Regions from separate parts of the Mus musculus genome. Here region 1 is linked to region 2. A link is a contact called in public promoter capture Hi-C data. All regions are on one chromosome and are shown on one strand. Each heading gives the region's core, a stretch centred on a gene start, on an enhancer-like site or on the middle of the called end of the contact. The rest is flanking DNA. Distances are from core to core; before and after follow the strand shown. Region 1 overlaps Cecr2 (CECR2, histone acetyl-lysine reader). Region 2 overlaps Il17ra (interleukin 17 receptor A).

What was found. Capture Hi-C pulls out chosen DNA fragments and counts their contacts.
Region 1: a promoter capture Hi-C map of liver shows a contact between it and region 2. The contact joins two enhancer-like sites. A contact is called at or near these places in 11 of 39 promoter capture datasets (the C10 cell line, cranial neural crest, embryonic stem cells and 7 more), 2 of 484 Hi-C or Micro-C datasets (erythroblasts and liver) and 2 of 9 other capture datasets (liver and pancreatic islet).

What each region holds. Positions count from the first base shown.
Region 1 is chr6:120,682,662-120,689,307 of GRCm38.p6, forward strand. All of the region lies in intron 1 of Cecr2 (CECR2, histone acetyl-lysine reader), which reads left to right. Among named protein-coding and RNA genes, the nearest start is that of Gm52876, 9.5 kb to the right of the region's middle. Within about 2 kb of position 2,325, at least 10 of the 459 cell types and tissues checked have an H3K27ac peak or open chromatin away from gene starts, as enhancers often do. A contact at or near this core is called in liver, where this site is marked.
Region 2 is chr6:120,470,644-120,477,247 of GRCm38.p6, forward strand. It overlaps Il17ra (interleukin 17 receptor A), which reads left to right. Exons shown (of 13, transcript NM_008359.2): 2 at 1,449-1,473; 3 at 2,283-2,429; 4 at 3,111-3,223; 5 at 3,647-3,773; 6 at 4,586-4,633; 7 at 4,813-4,976; 8 at 6,247-6,330. Among named protein-coding and RNA genes, the nearest start is that of Il17ra, 11 kb to the left of the region's middle. Within about 2 kb of position 4,833, at least 8 of the 459 cell types and tissues checked have an H3K27ac peak or open chromatin away from gene starts, as enhancers often do. A contact at or near this core is called in liver, where this site is marked.

The DNA.
Region 1 (6,646 bases), core at 1,075-3,574, 210 kb after region 2:
CAAACTGGTAATTAGTATTTTTTTCTTAAATATTTTATATATTTAGAATAAGATTTATTTTTCATGTCTTGACTGTTTTGCTTGCATGGATGTATATGCAATGTGTGGGATCCTGGTGCCCTTGGAGGTCAGAAAGCCTCAGATCTGGATTTAGGGATGGTTGTGAGCAGCAGGTATATGCTGAGAATTGAATCTGGGTCCTCTGCAAGAACAAGTACTCGCCCCCCCCCCCAAATATTTATTTATTATATGTGAGTACACTGTAGCTGTCTTCAGACACACCAGAAGATGGCATCAGATCCCATTACAGATAGCTGTGGGTCACCATGCAGTTGCTGGAAATTGAACTTGGGACTTCTGGAAGAATAGTCAGTGCTTTTTTTTTTTTTTTTTAAAGATTTATTGTATGTAAGTACACTTTGTAAGTACTGTCTTCTGACACTCCAGAAGAGGGCATCAGATCTCATTACAGATGGTTGTGAGCCGCCATGTGGTTGCTGGGATTTGAACTCATGACCTCTTAACTGCTGAGCCATCTCTCCAACCCCCCCCTTCTAAAAAGATTTATTTATTTTATTTATATGAGTACACTGTAGCTGTCAGACACACCAGAAGAGGGCATCAGATCCCATCCCAGATGGTTGTGAGCTACCATGTGGTTGCTAGGGATAGAACTAAGGACCTTTGGAAGAGCAGTCAGTGGTGTTAATCACTGAGCCATCTCTCCAGCCCCAGTCAGTGCTCTTAACCATCGGACCATCTCTCTAGCCCCAAGAACAAGTACTCTTAACCACTGAGCTTATCCCTCTAGTCACACTATTATTTTTATTTATTTGTATGAGTTACAGGTGGTTGTGGTGAGTCAAGCACTGTAGGTCCTCAGGAAAACAGGAAGTGTTCTTAACTACTGAGCTATTTCCCCAATCCTGCCCCCCACCCCCTCTTTCTGTAGCTTAGGACTAAACCAAGGGACTTATGCCCGTTTTCAATCCTCACTGTACTTAAAACACTTTAGCTAGGCAAGTGCTCTGTCCTTGGTATTGTACCACACTAGCTAGCCCTCATCCTGGCTTGGATACTGATATTATTGCAGTTCTTTTCGATTAGTTGACTCTTGGATAGCTTCTGGGTCTAGTGTGGGAAGACAAACCACACAAAATCTAAAACACAAAGATGTATAGAAATCATAGTGGTAGCTGGGTGTGCTGGTGGAAAGTCTTTTAATCCCAGCACCCAAGAGGCAGAGATAGGTGAATCTCTTGTTCTAGGCCAGCCTAGTCTACAGAGTGGGTTCCAGGACAAGCAGGGCTACAGAGAGAAGCCCTGCTTGAAAAAAAAACAAGCAATGCAGTCAGATTTTTGTGTCAGTGTAGGTATATATAAAGTACAGAGAAAGAAATAGTTAGGCTTGCTAGGGGTTTAGGGGAGGAGCCTACTGAAATTGAGTCCTGGAAAGATGGGAATATATTTATAGGTAGCCCATATGAATTGGAAATGCAAGGCATTCTAGATACATCTTTAGAAGATTGATGGGAGTTGCAAAATATGAATCTAGTAAGCTGTTAGGTCTGAAGATTATGCTTAATTTAGATTTCATCCTGGAGATGGTACATCATTCATTATAAGGAAATACAAAGAAAGTAGAAACTCAGTCTATATGCTGGATGTGGTAGTAGACACCTGCAGTGGCAGCATTCTGAATGTTGATGCAGATAGATTGCAAATTCAAGGCTAGCCTAAGCTATATAGTGAAACCTTGTCAGGATGAAACAAACAGCTTGGTTAAATATACTTCTGTCGGTGGAATCCATGCCTATTGCACAGGAAGCCCAGGTTCAATCCCCAGTACTACAAAAACCAGGTAAACACCGATAATCTCAGCATTTAAGAGACTCGCCTATCTCTGCCTCTTGGGTGTTGGGATTAAAAGCATTTAAGAGTTGAAAGTCACCATTGGTTGTATCATGAATTTGAATGCAGCCTGGAATGATACACCAGACCTTGTCTCAAAAATAACAGGTTGGGTATGGTGGTGCACACCTTTAATCCCCACACTAAGGAGGCAGAGGTAATTCCAACCTCAGTGAGATCCTGTTGCAAACCAAAACAAGACAAACAAAACCAAAACTCTAACCAAACCCCAAATCCCTAAATACATAAAGTGGATAAGGTTAAAACATTGTTTGAAAATTGCCATACATGGTAGCAGTTGGCGTTTAAGCAAGGGGCAGCAATTGGATGTTTGGAACAGGTCTAGGATGTGGTCTGTATACAGTGTAAATATTTGTTTATTAAATAGAAACTAATCTTTGCAGAGTAGAAAGTTCACTTTGCTATAGACAGGGCAAAGGACAAAACTAGGTGACATGATGCCTGAGAAGTACAGGCCGTGTTAAGATTCTTAGGGGGCAGTTTAATTATAGTTTTGTAGTAGGTAGCTGCGAACTCAGACTTGGCATTGAGAAGAGTTGTTACCTGGAAGAATTGCAGTTAAAAACTAGATTTCAAAACCAGTTAGATGGTTTAGTGGGTAAAAAAGCATTTGCTATATAGCCCTGGCCTGAATTTTTTGGTTTCTACAGTGGAGCTAGAGTGTGGCTTCACTTGCACATACCATACACATACACAGTAGTCAGCTAAAATTTTTAAAAATTAGAAGAGAGAATGGGTTCTGGAAAGTTGTCTTTTGACCTCTACACACATTCCCCAATCACAAACACATACACTTGCACTGCACACACAATATTAGTTATTAGTCACCAGACATTCAGTGTGTACCAGGGTTGTGAATATATGAATTATCTCATTTGGTGTTTTCAAGACTATTAATGACATTAAAGCTTAATATCGGTTTAATACAGGTTAAGAAATCATAAATAATGAGCCAGAAATGGATAGGATGGATGGAACCAGATGTTATCATTCCATCTGTACTCCTCAAAAAATCTTGAGTGTGTGAGACTTTTGAGACAGGGTTTCTCTGTGCAGTGTTGTCTGTCCTGGAACTCGATCTGTAGACCAGCCTGGCCTCGAACTCAGAAATCCACCTGCCTCTGCCTCCTGAGTGCTGGGACTAAAGGCGTGCGCCACCACGCCAGACTTGAGACATATTTTCATCTAGACTTCATCCTAGAGCTACTGAATTTGGTTTAGCGTTTAAACACGGCGTCCAGGTGATAGAGTTTGAGTGCACATTAAAGGAGGACCACAGAGGCTGAGCTGTGAGCTGATTGGGTCACTATGTGTGGGACATGGACAGACAGAACATCTTAATGGTACAGCAATGGCTTAGAAAATCAGACCCCATTTCTCTACTTCCAAGCTTGCACCTTTGCATGTTGGTAGGTCTCTTTCTGTATTTCTCATATTTAGGTGAGGCATTCTCTCTGCTTTAACATTTTATAGTTGGGAAGAAATTTCCGCAGGGTTTGGTTAGTGGAGGAGATAGATGGTTGTCCTCTTGTGTCTTTTTTTTTTTTTTTTTTTTTAAGTGTGTGTTTGGGAATGTGTGCTTTTTGAAACCAAGAGGAACCCTTAGGAACACTGTCCACCTCTCCTTAGCCTGGAGTTATGTTTTAGTCTAGGACAGTGGTTCTCAGCCTTCCTAATGCTGTAACTCTTTAATAAAGTTCCCCATATTGTGGTGACTCCCAACCACTAAAATTATTTTGTTGCTACTTCATAACTAATTTTGTTACTGTTGTGAATCGTGATATAAATATCTGATATACAGACTATCTAATATGGCACCCCTGTGGAAGGGTTGTTTGACCCTCAAAGGATCATAACCTACAGGCTGGTTTATCCTCCTGTTTCTGCCTCCCACACTACATGGCTTGCAGACAGGTAGATCCAAATTGAAGTCCTAAAGTTTGCTTAGAAAATCAGTTAACCAACTGAGTCATCAGCTCAGCCCCCACCTTTTTGTTTTGTTTGATTTGTCTCTGGATGTCCTAGAACTAACTCTGTAGACCAGGCTGGCTCTGAAATCAGAGATTCACCTACCTTTGCATCCCAAGTGCTGGAATTACAGGCATGTACCACCACCCTGGGCCCCTTATTCTATTTTAAAAATTTTTTGTTGTCTTGTTGTAGTGAATTTGTAATATATTCTGGAAAGTCCACATGTATCCATTCATACAAAGGATGTAGAGATAATTTAAGTCTAGCTCAGTTGTACAGATGAGGTACATTGCTCAGAGTGTTGTGCTGAATTGTGATTGAAACATGAGAATCAAGCCTCAAAGTCAGTAGATAGCCTGAGTTAGCATTTGCTTTTCATACACACGGTTTTCTGTGTTTCTGGTTAACCGTTTTTATTTTAAAGCCAGTTTGTAAATCAGGTGTGTGTGTGTGTGTGTGTGTGTGTGTGTGTGTGTGTGTGTGTATCTGCATTGATAAAGCATGACATGGCACTTTAGTGGAAGTCAGGAGACAGTGGGGGAAGGGTCTGTTCTTAGGTTATCAGGTTTGCCCTGTAAGCATTTTTTTCTCACTGAACCATCTAGCTGGCCTCTCCCTTTATTGGAGACCCAAGTCTCTGTAGTCAGTGACCATACACTTAACTTTTAGTGTCTCGTTTGGCACTTAACATTAAATATAGCAATATTTTCAGATGGTGAGAATAATATAAAGGCATTACTTTATTTGGAGATAGTACTTCATTTTTCCTGTCTCGATGGGAAGGAGACATTGACTACTTGTTCAGTGGGTCTATGTAAAGAATTGGGACTGGGGCAGATGAGCTGGAGAGAATTGACAGAAGGTTGCAGCACTTTGGAATGAATCCATAGGTTCCTGCTACCCATTGCAGTGTGAAAGGTCCATCTGGGCCTCCCCTAAGTTAAATAAAATGAAATATACATAGAATATGAAAGCTTGTTTCACTAATCTGCTTAAATCAAAAAGACTTGGAAATGTCAGGCACAGACTAGATGGAAGAACCGAAGGCTTGCTGATGACTTGCAACATCTCAGTATGTAATTTCTCCTGTTTTCCACTAAACTCTACACCCTGCCTGGTACTTGATTCTCTATTTCATCTCATCTCAAAGAGAGCAGTGAAGAGAGTCACTAGGATCTAGGAGTTCAAGACTATCATGAGTAACTAATGAGACTCCTATTTCAAATATTTGCAGAAAAATAAAGACAACATAAGTCCATTTATATAAAGTTTAAAAATAAGGGACTGCAAGATTTGAGCTGCCTTTGAAAGTCTTTATAGAGGAGGCTGCCCTGTCTTTTGCCTCCTAAGTGGTGGGCTTAAAGGTATGCACCATCATGTCTGGCTGGCCCAAATTGAGGGATAATTATTAAGGGATAATTTTCATATAATTAAGTATACAAAGTTTAAAATATATAACTGAGTATCAGCAACTGTATACACAGGTATAACTGCCATCACAAACAGTGATGGACCATTAAGATTTCCCCAAAACTCAAAACCTATACAGTCACATAATCCAGGCAGTAGCTGATCTGAATTTTCTCTTCTCTTCTCTTCTCTTCTCTTCCTCTTCTCTTCCTCTTCTCTTCCTCTTCTCTTCCTCTTCTCTTCCTCTTCTCTTCCTCTTCTCTTCCTCTTCTCTTCCTCTTCTCTTCCTCTTCTCTTCCTCTTCTCTTCCTCTTCTCTTCCTCTTCTCTTCCTCTTCTCTTCCTCTTCTCTTCCTCTTCTCTTCCTCTTCTCTTCCTCTTCTCTTCCTCTTCTCTTCCTCTTCTCTTCCTCTTCTCTTCCTCTTCTCTTCCTCTTCTCTTCCTCTTCTCTTCCTCTTCTCTTCTCTTTTCTGTTTTTCGAGACAGGGTTTCTCTGTGTGGCCCTGGCTGTCCTGGAACTCACTTTGTAGACCAGTCTGGCCTTGAACTCAGAGATCTGTCTGCCTCTGCCTCCCGAGTGCTGGAATTAAAGGCGTGAGCCACCACTACCTGGCCTACTGATCTGAATTCTATCTCATCATAGATGAGGGTTTTCCTGTTCCTGATCAGGGCAGCCTTACTCTATGTATCCTCTCATTTTTTTCCAGGCCATCTATTATGCACCTTTTTGTTGTTGTTTTGTGACAGTTTCTCCCATGTAGTCCTGACTGCCCTGAAACTTGCTTTATATACTAGGCTGGCCTCAAAATCAGAGATCCACCTGCCTCTGCCTCCTGAGTTATGGTACTCAAGGCATAATTTTTTATCTAGTCCAATATATTTTGTGTGTCTTTATGCCTCTGCTTGAATATACTGAATTAGAGGATAGCGATTGACTTTAGTTATGTCCACAAATTCCAGATCTTTATGCTTGGTAGCATCTCCTTCACTGACAGCAATTGGTTGGATTTTTGTATCTTGTTTTTGTTTTGCTAGTTTTGTTTTTTGATTTGTAGGCTTTATGTAATAATGAATGGCTCGTTAGCATTTATACTGTTTGTTTTCTGAGCCTCCTAGAATGATAGTTTGGAATATCACAAGTTCTTGGTCATTAAATTTTCAATGTGTTTATGTTTTAATATTTATCTCCACACACACATACACATACACACACACACACACACACACACACACACACACACACACACACACACAGAGTTTTTCTGTGTAGCGCTGACTGTCCTGGAACACGGTCTGTAGATAAGGTCTGACCGGATTGTTTACTTATCAGTCTG
Region 2 (6,604 bases), core at 3,583-6,082:
GTGTGGGCCAATCTGGGTAGTTCAGGCCTGGAAGTCACAGAACTTGAATTCCAGAGCTTCCTTGCTATCTTGCCAGCAGTGACAGTCACTCCTTAGAGTCCCAGATTCCAGCTCTAGAGGATGTCCCCTATCACTTGTGACAGAGATTGGCAGTGTTGCCAGTGAACTATGCATAATGAGTCAGGGTTTCATGACTAAGTCAGAGTTCTGTGGCATTTCCTAAACTGATGGCCAGTCTGAGAACACCAGCCCAGTGTTTACAGTGTTTGTGAAGCAGAAGTGAGAAGTGAAGGTCTGTTTCATCATCTCCCATATCCACTTCCTGCCCTGCGTCTTTACTCCTGTGGTTAGTTTAATTTCCAGCAATAGTGTGAAGTTGGTGTTAGAGTATTCTGATTTTTTAAAAAAGATTTATTTATTTTATGTATGTATGAGTACACTGTTAGCTGTACTGATGGTTGTGAGCTATCATGTGGTTGCTGGGAATTTGAATTCAGGACCTCTGCTCGCTCTGGTTGACCCCACTTGCTCTGGTCGGCTCTGCTCTCTCCGGCCTAAAGATTTATTTATTTTTATATCTATATCACTGTCTTCAGACACACCAGAAGAGGGTGTCAAATCTCATTACAGATGGTTGTGGGCCTCTATGTGGTTGCTGGGATTTGAGCTCAGGACCTTCAGAAGAGCAGTCAGTGCTCTTAACCACTGGGCCATCTTTCTAGCCCAACTACTCTGATTTTATGTTGAAGAAATTGAGGCTTTGAGTAAGGTGGTGATTCAACCAGGGCTCTGTGTGTGTGTGTGTGTGTGTGTGTGTGTGTGTGTGTGTGGCGCATATGTGTGGTGTTGTGGTGTGTGTGTGGTATATGGTGTGTGTGTGGGGGGGCAGAACAGTTATTTAAACTTTTCCTAACAAGTTTATAAATTTGATGCTTCACCTCTGAGGAAAATTAGAAACCTTGGAATTTTAAGACCTTCTTTTCCAGACACCCTCTCTGTTTTGTAGTTTGTTTTTGTTTTTATTATTATTTCTTTTTATTGTTTCAATTCCCAGCCCATAACAGTTATTCAGAAAGCCTCCAAGTCTAGCTTTGCTTGGCAGCTCATGCCTTTAGTTCCGGCAATCAGGGTAGTGGAGACAAGCTGTTCTCTGTGAATTCAAGGTCAGCCAAGTCTAGGATATTCTGTCCCCCAAAGATGCGCCCTCTCCCAAAGATAAAACGCCTCCAGTTCTGTTTGCTGTCTGCCCACCACTCACCTCCTCTGCTGGACAAAGAGGAACAAAAGTGCAGAAGACTTTTGACTACTTGGCAGCAGAGCAGCTCCCAAAAGTGAGCTGGGAGGGAGACAGGGACTGTGTGAACCGCTCTCAGGGGCCTGCCAGGCAGCGGGGCCACTGGGAGCCTGGCCCTTCTCATCGGTAATCAACACTTCCTTTCTTCCCACAGGGGCTGAGCTGCAGAGTCAAGAATAGTAAGTCCTCTTTTTTGTTTCACTTATTGCCTCAGTTAATACAGTGAGGGCCTCCCACTGACTTCACAGGGCAGCCTCCTGTGGGCTGAGCTCTGGATGGGGGTTGCCACCGTCAGCTGGGCCATCTTCGTTATAGGCATCTGTGCTCCATGAGGAAAACCTTCATTCATTATGCAAAATGCAGTCATTCCCCCTCTGCCATCTGGGTTTTGGATGTTGCCAGGGGTGGTACCCTAGTGCATCTAACTATGCCTGTCCCTTTCAGCTTGTCACAGCATCAGTGGTGCTGGCTTGGCTTGGGGTTTTTGTTGTTGTTGGTGGTGGTTTATTTGTTTGTTTGCCTGTTTGGCTTTTGTCTCTGGGAAGATTTTCCCTATGCTGGATATAGAACCCATTCTCTCAGTCTGAGCAGACAAGCTCTCACCTCTGAGCCACAATCCCAGCCCCTGCCTTTGTTTTAAGGCTGAGGCACATACTTCAAATGTCAGTGCTAATTAGGAGCCGTGACAAATAAAAAGGCGGAAGCTCTCACTGCGCCCCTCCCTCCTGTGCCCCCATTTCCAATGGCTGCCTCTTTTCAAAACCCTTCTCCCCAAACATTCCTTGGTTCTTTGTCCGCAGAGCTCTGGGAGCATCCCAGACCAGCATTAGAAAAGAGCAGGCTGGCTGAGAGATTGCCACGGCCACAGCTGGAAGGTTGAGAACAGCTGCAGCCCTTGAACCAAGTTGAAACTCATAGCAGGTCTCTGGACCCTCTAAGCAGATCTTAGGGTCTTGACTGCAGGTCTGATAGTTGTTCTCCTCAACAGGTACTTGTCTGGATGACAGCTGGATCCACCCCAAAAACCTGACCCCGTCTTCCCCAAAAAACATCTATATCAATCTTAGTGTTTCCTCTACCCAGCACGGAGAATTAGTCCCTGTGTTGCATGTTGAGTGGACCCTGCAGACAGATGGTGAGTGGCCACATCTGCCAGCGCCTGGGTTTGCCCTTGGGAGGAGACCACTGCTGCTTCTGTTTGGTACTGGAAGGCTCCATTGTTTATCCAAGGAGAACTTTTCCAGTGTTAGATGTGTGCCCACAGAGTGTCTTCTGTTCACACTGTCTTTATGAAAGGCCTTCCCTTGCATCAACTTTTTATTACACAGGAAGAAAAAGGCAAGTGGTTAATTTTACAAATAATTCCAAATATTTGGTAGAAAAAATGATAGCGGTTTTCTCTCTGATTTTCTCTTAGCTTAGGAGCCAGAACTTTTCAAAACACATTCCGGACCTCCTTAGGGGTGATTAGCTGCAGAATTTCTGAACACAGCCAGCCCCAGATCTGTGAAGGGGCAACAGCAGGTGCTCTCTGTGGGTCCCTAGCTGGTGCTCTCGATGACTCCAGCAGCCTCCCACTGGGAGGGTGAGCGTAGCTGCTGTTAGCACTTTGCCCTGTGGCCAGGGCTCTGACCACATGGTTGCAGAATCTTTGCTGCTTCCTGCTATAGACTGTCTCTTGTCCCACTAGGAGGTACTTTCTGCAAGGCCTAGGAGGGGGGAAGTGGGGAGTTAGGTAACAGGGCAGATGGGGAAGAGACACACCCTGGCAGGGGGTTGGTCTGCATCTGTGTCCCCTTTCCTTCCTGGCCTGCAGCCAGCATCCTGTACCTCGAGGGTGCAGAGCTGTCCGTCCTGCAGCTGAACACCAATGAGCGGCTGTGTGTCAAGTTCCAGTTTCTGTCCATGCTGCAGCATCACCGTAAGCGGGTAAGATGACAGCCTCACTGCACTGTGTTCCTAAGTGACACCAGTACAGGCTTCTTGTCCCAAAGGCACACCTAACTGAAAGGGTGAGTTCAAGATGTGAGCCATAGTGAGGGGCAGAGCCCGGCACACCTGCTTCCTATTATTCCTCCCACTTGACCAAAGCTCTCAATGAGGCTGGTTCATTCTCGAGAGTGTGTGCGTACGTGCGTGTGTGCGTGCGTGCACGCATATGTGAATGGCATGGCCATCTACTGGTAGAATTTTTAAACAGACAGAAAGGACAAAGATAGTGTGCCTCTAATGTAGGACTCTGTGGTTGTCCTTTTGTTTGTCTGCTTGTTGGCTGATAGAGGTGTGACATTGGGACTTGGTACACAGTGGCGGAGGGCGTTGTATGACCATCCCATTGCCTCTCTTCCTCAGTGGCGGTTTTCCTTCAGCCACTTTGTGGTAGATCCTGGCCAGGAGTATGAAGTGACTGTTCACCACCTGCCGAAGCCCATCCCTGATGGGGACCCAAACCACAAATCCAAGATCATCTTTGTGCCTGGTAAGTGCCCTTCCAAGCAGCCACTTGGTACTGGGCTCTGGGTGAAGCAGCAGGGGCTCAAACAGCAGAGGCTAACTCTGCTTCACAGTGGCTGCAGACCCAGGGGCTGCTGTGCCTCCAGCCGAGGCCTTTATGTCTCGAAGGCTATTTGTCCTCTGTTGTATGGAGAGACCCCAGAGTGTGTTGGCAAGAAGATTCTCTCCATCTGTGCAGAAAAGTAGCTTCCATCTCAAGTGCTCAGTGGCAAGGTGCTTGTCTGGGTTTGATCCACAGTTTTACAGAAAAAAGGAAAAGAAAACAAGAATAAAAGAAAATATATATATGGGAGAAAACTGGAGTAAACCAGGAATCTCTGGTTACATGAAGCAAGCTCTGAACTCAGGAGGAATATGCTTGAGTCAGGAGGGACTCCTAAAAGAAGAGGCTGTCACTGCCAGCCAGGTTGCCCCAATTTGATGGGATCTCTGGCCAGGGGCAGGTAGCTAGCCCTGGAACAGGCTGTGAAGGTGTGTCTTGGAACAGCCTCCCCAGATGCATAACAGTCTTGCTCTGCCCCCCTCCCCTACTGTGTAAAAAGTCTGTAAGAACAGGCTGGGTGTGATGGCTCACACCTTTAATCCCAGCGTTTAGGAGGCAGAAGCAGGTGAATCCTTGTGAGTTTGAGGACAGCCTGGTCTATAGTGAGCTCCAGGACAGCCAGGGCTATGTAGAGTGACCCTGTCTCAAAAACCAAAACAAAAGCACCAAAATCTGTACGAACAAATTTCCTAAAGGCAGAGACTTACCAATTTCTCTCTTATTGGGGTCGGCAGACTGTGAGGACAGCAAGATGAAGATGACTACCTCATGCGTGAGCTCAGGTAACTGGCTGACCTAGGAGACCTTGACCTGGGCACTACTGTAACTCGCACTCAGTAACTTTAACTTGCACTTAGTAAAGTTGGGTATGTGTACAATTGTGTACTGGCCCATACACACATGCCCACGTAGGCACACGTACCTCCCCTCACTTCCAACCTGCACTGTGCGCCCTTGGCAGGCAGCCTTTGGGATCCCAACATCACTGTGGAGACCTTGGACACACAGCATCTGCGAGTGGACTTCACCCTGTGGAATGAATCCACCCCCTACCAGGTCCTGCTGGAAAGTTTCTCCGACTCAGAGAACCACAGCTGCTTTGATGTCGTTAAACAAATATTTGCGGTACTTGTATTTCATACCCTTTCAGACATAGATTAAAATACCTCTCAAATCCTTCACCTTCCTCCATACTGGTCCTAGCTAATCCTGTTGCTAGAGCCCAGCCTGGACTCAGGCACACTTGGTAGCTCTCTTTCCTCTCAGGAGGTAGAGCGCGCTGGTGAGAAGAGTAGTTTATGAACATAGGTAACATGGCTGAGGAATCGTCAGACTATAAATCTAAATACAGAAGTCTAAATCTCGAAGTGAAGCTCATATTGAACTGCAGAACGGAAGAGGCAGAATCAAAGTCTCTGCAGAGCCAGGAGGGAGAAGCAGATTTAAGCTGGTCGTAAGATACGTAGTTGTTAACTAAAATTTTATTTTATCCCATCAATTTAGTGGGAACTTGGTTTAATAAACTCAGTTGATTTGCATTCAGTAGATGCAAGGTAAAGTTTTGCAGTCCTTAAATAACATAAATTAAACTTAAAGTCTGCTTATACCTTTGAAGGCCTTGGGCAAATTGCATCGTAAACTTGAGGTTAAGGGAACTAAATACTGGAGTAGTGGGAGGGTTAAGTGGCAAGAATCCTTCAGTGGCAAGCTCAGGTACTTTGTTTTTGGAGGCAGAGTTTCTCTGTGTAGTCCTGGCTCTCATAGAACTCCCTCTGTAAAACAGGCTGGCCTCTAACTCAAAGGGATCCATCTGCCTCTGCCTCCTGAGAGCTGTGTGCGCGCCCCACCAGAGCGCAGCTATGTTTTGTTACTTTCTATGTTTTCTTGATAGTTCTCTGTTTTGAGGTCATCTCATCTATTACTGACTCCTCAGTTAGTATTCCCCCTTCACTGTCCCACCCACATTCTCCTCACCCCATTCAGTCCATGGTCTCTACATCTCCACAGTCTTGCCTGGTCTCTCTTTATTTGGCTGTGTTTATTGAATTTTATTTTGAATTTTAAAAATAAGTGAAGGCATTTATTTAAGGAATAGATGAGGCCAGGTGAGAGCAGAGAGAGTGCTGTGCACCCTATATCCCTGCTGTATATACATAGGTTGGAGCCCTAGGCCCCAGCAGCCAGAGCAAAGAGAGGACTGCCCATTACTAAATATGCATATAAGTTCACGTCAGGCTAGTCACTCTGCTGAAATATTAACTTTTCTGGACTAGACATCAGGAAACCATTTCTCCCTCTGGCAGTTATAAGGGAGGCACTGGTCCACAGAGGGCCACTTTCCCAGCAGACACCACCAGGGTCTTACTCAGCTAGCTTCTTCCACCCCTCTCTCCAGCCCAGGCAAGAAGAATTCCATCAGCGAGCTAATGTCACATTCACTCTAAGCAAGTTTCACTGGTGCTGCCATCACCACGTGCAGGTGAGTCGGGAGAGCGGTGGGAGAGCATGGGCAGGTGGCCTTCCTTCCTTCAGAGGGAACAGAAACAAGGCAGGCATTGGGGAGCTCCAGCCACTCCTGCTAGGAGCCTCTGCTCGCAGCACCATTCTGCCTTTCTCCTGCTGGTCCTCCCAGCCTGGTAGGGGCTTTACCCTTTGGTATGGGTAGGAGACCTTATTGAAAACTAAGTAGGGAAGACGGGTTGAGTCTTACTGTATTTCTCAGGCTGGCCTGAGGAGGCTACCTTGGCTTGCCA